2 separate regions of the Culex pipiens genome follow, and region 2 is linked to region 1. A link is a contact called in public Hi-C data. All regions are on one chromosome and are shown on one strand. The core of a region is the stretch at or near the end of the contact, and the rest is flanking DNA. Distances in the headings are between cores, read along the strand shown.

Region 1 (3,908 bases), core at 137-2,636:
GTTTCAAGGAGAAAAGCTAGGATTCTTTCACTCGTACTAACCTCTAGATTGTGCAGGATCGATTGGCAGTTCTCCACGGGCACATTGTCCCGTATTTCGACGACCACGTTCCGGTAGGCCGACTTGTCGATGTACACCGACGAGGACGACGAGGACGATCCTGGCACCAGGCCTAGAACTGTCACTAGCAGCAGCAGCTGAAGCCAGCAGCTCGGTGCTGGCAAGATGGGGCCCCTTCGAGTCATGTTCTTCCCGGTGGATTCTGTTACACTCACGAGTTTCGTGTCACACTACACGTCGCCGCTGGAAACTACACACAACTCACTACTTTCGTGTCAGATTCTTTTCGGTTTCATCAAAGCAAACGCTGTGTCGTTGTAACTGGCTGTGGGCAAAATCGATAATCCTCCGACAAAGTTGGCCAGGTTTTGTTTGAAGAAAGTCACCATGGAAACCTGACGAAACCTCACCACGGAACGAACGGGGTCCGTTTTAGCGTTGAATCCATCGAGGGTTTGTTTTGATTTGTTATTCTTCGCTCTTCGCTGTGCTACAAACAACACTTGGATGGTGGAAATCACAACAACACGCTGTTGTAGAGTTGGGCACTATTCGGTGGCCGACCGTGCTTAATCGGCGTAATAATCCGCCAAAAATTGATGATTTTACACATTCGGCGCTGGTTTGTAGTGAATTTCGCGCACACGCGCCACTTTTAGGGCCCGCTACGAACCGCGTACTTCACGCTCCAGTGGGCGCTTCCGGGCCAGAATAATTGGATCTATATTCATGTACCGTACCCGCGGGCTTTAACGTGGCTTGACACTTTCGTTTCACTCTACTTTGCGCCGTATACGCGACGTTTTTTTACCGGCGTTTCACCTGTGGCCAGGTGGAACCACGCTGGATGTTTATGTTTTTATTTTGCTTATCAGTTATTACCACTATAGGTACGTTCCGTTTTTTCCCCCAGTGTTATCACAAGTAATTTCCTCAGTAACTTCAGCGAAGCAACGAACCTCTCCGCACTTCACTCATCTGTCAGAGCCGAACTAGAGCTCCCCATTTAGAACCGTTTCACACCAGTGATGCCCCCACGGATCCACTCCCCTTTGGACCACAAACCCGGTTCTATTCTTTCCCCGTAACGGTCTGGTGGACACACAACGCACACTGTTCCACCAAAACAATTCTTCTCCGATTCTACAATGCTGCTACTGGCCTTTTTTTTGTTTTGCCGGCGAATTCGTTACGTGCACGCGCGGCAGAATGAATCGCGCGAAACAAACGAGCGCAAAATCCTTAGCGAAACGCGCAATACACGTGCACTTGCGACGGACGTCAACAGCGAACTAAACGCGCGCCGAACGAAGCAGCCCGCAGTAGGGAGAGTAGTAAAAAACATTTAACCCACCCCTCGCGGATCCACCCCGCCGCAAACCCATCAGAAGTTCATTCATTCACTGGAGAAGAACAGAGGCTTTAGGAAACGTGCGCACGATCGCGAATGAACTTGTGGGTGAAGACGGAGAACCGGTGAGCAGAGAACGACGCGTTTGTGCAACATTGGAACATGAATGAACGGCGCATGAAACGAGTTCATGCGGTGTTCGGGTTTGCTTCGGGTGAACAAGGAAAAATTAGGTTCATGAGTGGAATGTAATGATGAACATGTAGCAGCGGAATGCTGCACAGCGCGAAGATGTTGCACTGTGATGAATCGATTGTAGCTTCCTGTTGGACCATTGAAATGAATTTGATCGTGACAAAACGACAACTTCAGCTAGGAATGCCACCGAATCTGCTGACCCATCAAATTGACGCCGAGCTACTCAATGACTATGAGTTTTGCGTGACTTGCATCGGACGTGATCAAACTGTGCAATTCGGTGACAATCGCTATATCGCTCTTAATTCGACTCTACACAACAGGTTAAATCGTTTAACGTCGTCGCGTCTTTACGATGGGAATGAGAATATCAGCAACCAACTACAGCTGTTCAATGGAATCAATGGCGCATTAACTGAGATAGTTTATTTTATCGCGCAAACGTTCGCTCTAGCCAAAATCTGATCTTTATTGCGAGTTAGAACGAACGCAATTGGAATAGATTAAGCGCGATGGTTTTGAACGGGGTTGACAAGTTTTGGGAAAGAACGACGCGTGTTTTCACACGAAAGATGTAAATGGGATTTTCAAAATGTTACATTTTTAGCGAGGAATCACTGATGCTTTTTGAAAGCTGAGCAATTCCCTTTGAAATTTGTTGATTTCGTGGAATTATGTTTTTTTTTTAATTGGTTGAAACTTTATGTAGAGTTTCCCTTAGACCAATTAGAACATTTTTCATAATTAGTACGCTCGTCCAAGTCTCCATACGAATTTGGCAGCTGTCCATACAAAAACATGTAAATATTTACATATTTGAAAGTTTGTATTCTTGGAAAGAATTTTCTGGCCAATTTGGTGTATTCAGCAAAGTTGTAGGTTGCTCTTAAAAATACCTATTTTGTAAAACCCCTTTTTTTGTTATAAAAACTCATATTATCAAATAACTTCATTTTTTTACAGCCAAAAATGGCAACTTTTATTTGTCTCACTTGAGCAAAATATTTTTTAAGAATAACTAATTAAAAAAAATGTTAATGTACTCCAAAAATTCTACAACTACAAATCTACTCTGTTAAATAAAACGGATTTGTGTTAGTAAAAAACACAGCCAGAGTAGACACCTAAAAGAAAATAATTTTTAAAAACATTGGCAAAGTCACATAAAAAAGTCAAACTTCCAACCCTAAAATTTTATAAAATTTTATGAGTTCTTCTTTCCAATGCTTTTTAAAGATCGAAAATTGGTTGAAATTTTGAAGGGGGGCGACATTTACTTTGTTGTCAGAAAAAGGCAATAAAATTTCCTGAAATTTTTGTACGTAAAAATTAAATAAAACGGTCTAAACGTCAGTTTTTTTTATTTTTGGCAGAATTTTAAAAAAATATAAAATTTAAATATCTGAAAATGCTTTATATATTTTAATTCTTGTGTTGCTTAAATAAAAAATTCTAAATTACATTAAATTCAAGATTATTTTGTTGTTCACAATTGTTCAATTGTTCAATTGTACAATTCTAGATTAAATTTTCAAAACAACCTATCCCTCATGGGTTTCCTATGCAGATAGGACCTTTTGAAAATTTAATCGAGAATTGTTCACAACCAATAACTCAAAAGTGCACCATTTGAATAAACTATAAATGAGCAATTCTCTACCAAAACCAAAAATGGATTTTATTTGTATTTTTTTATTTGGCTCAAACTTTGAAGGGGCCTTCACTATGTCCAAAGAAGCTATTTTGTGGCATTGGTTCACCCGTACAACTCTCCATACAATTTTGGCAACTGTCCATTAGGGTGCCCAGAATATGGGGCTTTTTTTCAAAACCACAAGCTGCACTTGTTCCTTGTCCTTTTTTATGACTCTGTGCCAAATAGGAGCAAATCCGGTCATCATTTACCCATTGATACTCGAAGGTGAAGTTTGTATGGGAAAAATCGAAAAAAAATGTATGGAAAACCCAAGTTCCTTACAGTTTGGTCTGCACGGTGCGCTACTTCCATCCAAATATTCCCAAAAGTGAGATTCTTATTGGAAATTTAATGCTCTACAACTTTGTAAAACATATCAAAGCTGTAAAACTCGATCCTGAAAAGTTATCAGCGATTTAAAAAAGTCATTTTTGTATGGAAAACATTTTTATTTTTATTTAAAACATAAATAAAACATTTTATTTTTTATTTTTTACATTTTTAACTGATAGCTCAGTTGGTAAACGGGTAGCTAAAATGGTGTCTACACCTTACCTGTCATGAGTTCGATTCCAGTATTCCTCTAGTTTTCTTTACCTGATA
Region 2 (3,491 bases), core at 371-2,870, 310 kb after region 1:
GTCAGCTGTTTAAGTCTTGTTACTGCACCTATCCCTATTCAGACTGTAATCCCGACTCGCCCCAGATGAAGGTAACAATTTTGAAAATTGAATTTCCAGTAGCGATCTCAAATTTATTAAACCAGTATGCGAAGATTTCTGACGATATCACAAAAGAAATGTTAACATTCAAACTGAAATTGATGCCTCAATAAAACAGATTCAATCATCCCAAAAATACACCACCCCTACACTGAAAATTCCAGCAAATTGACAACCGCTGCGCTGTGATGCCCTAAACCTGCCAAATTAATCAATCTCCCATCCGAAACAATTACCCAGCTCAAACATCGCAAAACCCCCACACTGACAGTGCTGCTGTCCGCCATGTCAACCCCAAAACAAAAAGAGCTCATTGTGCTTTTTTTCCGAAAACATCGAGCTTTTCGCTGGCAACATATTTCACACCACCCCAGTGCGCTATCTGCGCTGTGCAAGCGCTCTCAATTAGCATTAAAAAAGCGTGGAAATCAAATCCTGACTTTCCACCGCAACCGACCCCCGGAAACTCGCAATGTTATGCACGCTGTCGTGCTCATCACATAAGACCGAGAGCCTCAGCATAACTCACTCATTGCCATGCGAAATCTCTGTGTGTTATGAAAGAGCTTGTACATACCTCCACATTGTGCAGAATCGTTTGGCAGTTCTCCACCGGCACGTTATCCCTTATCTCGATGACGACATTTTTGTACGCGGATTTTTCTACATAAACTGAGCTGGCCGAGGCCAGGCTGGCGGCGGAAGCCTCCGGCCGGCTGTTGTAGGCCACCAGCAGCAGGGCCACAATCGTTGGGAGTAGCATTTTGTCGAATGCTAATCGCGTAGCTTTTATGCTCACTTTTGGTCAAACACAAGCGGTTCCGTTCGAATGTCAACGTTTTTGTTTTCAATTTTCCCGAAAATATAAAAAAAAAATCCAAGCACTATCACACGTGTGTTACTGAATCCCACGATTTTCTGTGTTCAATTCCGAGCGAAAATCCACCGGCTTACGAGCTTCACTGCTGCAAATACTATCGCGTAGACACTCATCATCCCGACGACCGCAGTGGAGCGCCTCTGGTTCGAGGAGTTGTTGATGTTCTTGCCACCCCTCCGCCTTGCTCTCACTCGGTTTGAAAACACTCCCCCGCGCACACAAACAGCCCACTCGACGAGGGATCTCCGGTGTTATTTTTAGGCTTCTCACTTGTTCCACAGCTGTTCCCAGGCCAGGTCTCGTGGTTTACCGCTGACCCAAAACCAAAAATCAAATAACACACCTCAAAAGCCGAACCACACCGACCGCGGTAAGGTACACCTGAACAATTCCAGCAAACGACTTGCTCTGGTAACGAGTTGCGTACGCAACGTATCGTATCTGTTCAGATTCCTCCCAGCACACGCAAAAATGTGTTACACTTCAAGAAGCTGGAGATTCTACTGCAGCAGCAGCACGTGAAAAGCACCACGCGACCACAAATTCTGCGCCACGCCACACCACACTTGTCTTCTCCTCCCGAAAGATCTTCTCTCACTTCAAACCAACCGCGGTACTGTGGTGTCGAACTCGGAGTAACGAGGGAACGTCCAAACGCAACGAACGTCAACTGCGGACTAAACCGAGCCAGCATAAGCATCTTCTTCCTTCACCCGCGACGACGACGACGATAAAGTGCTGCTTGTGGGTTATGCAAGGTTTACGGATCGGGTGCGGAAAGCAGAACATGGGAAAAACGGTTCATCGCCGAAGTTCACCCGAAGTTGCTGCGGATGCCGGCCGATGAATCGGTTTGTTTTGATTATGCTTTCGATGGCCCGAAGGTCGTGTGCGGTGTGTGTGGGAAGAAGGGATGACTAACCAACGGCGTGATAGGGTTCACTGGGCTGGAAATGACCTCCGGTATGTTGTACGTTGGGTGTAGCTAAGGACGAGCTCATGTAGCGTTCGGGATGAAGTTATGCTGCGCGACATAGAAGAAGAGGAGAAAAGTTATGCTGCGCAGACAACATGAATTCTAACTGGAATTACATGTTCTTCTAACAATGCAATGAATGAAACGAAGCTTCATAATCTCACTTCTAAATTCAAATCAAATCTAACAAGAATAATTCACAACTCTCGAAAAAACAGGAATAACCTTCACATTTTTGAGCAACACTTTATTTTGGGTCTTAAGCTTGCACATTAGGGTGCCCAGAATAAGGGACTTTTTCTCCAAACCTCGCTCCACAAGCTGATTATTGTTTCTTAAGCTATTTTAGGACTCTGGGCCAAATATGAGCAAAATCGGTCAGCATTTACCCATTGATACTCGAAGGTGAAATTTGTATGGGAAAAATCGAAAAAATGTATGAAAAACCCAATTTTCTTACGGGTTTGTCTGTAGGGCGCGCTACTTCCATCCAAATATTCCAAAAAGTGAGATACTTATTGAAAATTCAATGCTCTACAACTTTGTAGAACATACCAAAGCTGTAAAACTCAATCCTAAAAAGTTATTAGCGATTTAAAAATGTCATTTTTGTATGAAAAACTTTTTTTTCACCAACTTTAGGCTCGAGTATCAATGGGTTAATCTCAACCAATTTGGCCCAAAATTTACACTGATGCTTAAAATAACTCAACAAACTGTTTTCCGCTTGTGGAGCAGGGGCTCATTTTTTCTGGGCACCCTATTGCACATTCATGGCTTCGTACAAAAATGGTACGTAAATATTCGAAAATCTGCATCCCATGGAAAAAAATATCTGATCGATTTCTTGTCTTGGGCCAAGTTGTGAGTATTTTTTTCCCAAAACCGCTTTTCTATTTTAATTTATTTTATTTTATGTTTTAAGGGACAAAACCTGCAACTTTTGAGCTGTAAATCAAACGGCTTAAAAATGTTGCTGTTAAGAAGAATGCCAATTAATGATAAAAAAAAAAGTTTTGTTTAGAAATCTTATTAAAACTTTTTTTTTTACTACTGTTTTTAATGTCAAATCAAATTTGCAATTGAAAAGAAGTTTTGATAAAGTGCGCCGTTTACGAGGTATAGCCCCTTAATGATTAATTTACCTGGACTAAATCCTGAATTCGGATCTGCCAGTTGATTTCGCCAATTATCAAAGGGAGCGGAGATATTCAAGATGGCTTCCAATATGGCAAATGAATGAAAAAAACAAACACCATAAAAGGATTTATAAGTTCAATCAACTAGTAAAATTTAATTAATTTTGGGGTTGCTGAACTCGAATACCCAGTCAAATCAATCGAAATTCTGTAACGGAATTCAATTCGAATCTTTTACGTTTTCCGTTTCAAACGCAACAACCGGTACGTACATGGAATCGGTTGTTGCGTTTGAAACGGAATACGTAAACGATTCGAATTGAATTCCGTTTCAGAATCCCGATTGAGTTGACTGGGTATGAGCCCTAGAATACTCCAAAGTACTCAGGGAATGTGCAATCCAAGATGGCGGTCA

Evidence for each region. A called contact is a pair of places that touch in the nucleus more often than the background predicts.
Region 2: a Hi-C map of whole body shows a contact between it and region 1, with 5 times the contacts expected there. The contact joins the promoter of LOC120427909 here to the promoter of LOC120420711 in region 1. A contact is called at or near these places in 2 of 3 Hi-C or Micro-C datasets (whole body and whole pupa).

What each region holds. Positions count from the first base shown.
Region 1 is chr1:107,374,864-107,378,771 of TS_CPP_V2, forward strand. It overlaps LOC120420711 (calcium-activated chloride channel regulator 1-like), which reads right to left and starts at 1,387. Exons shown (of 3, transcript XM_039583806.2): 1 at 42-1,387. The coding sequence starts at 245.
Region 2 is chr1:107,685,021-107,688,511 of TS_CPP_V2, forward strand. LOC120427909 (calcium-activated chloride channel regulator 2-like) reads right to left here and starts at 1,621. Exons shown (of 3, transcript XM_039592849.2): 1 at 659-1,621. The coding sequence starts at 844.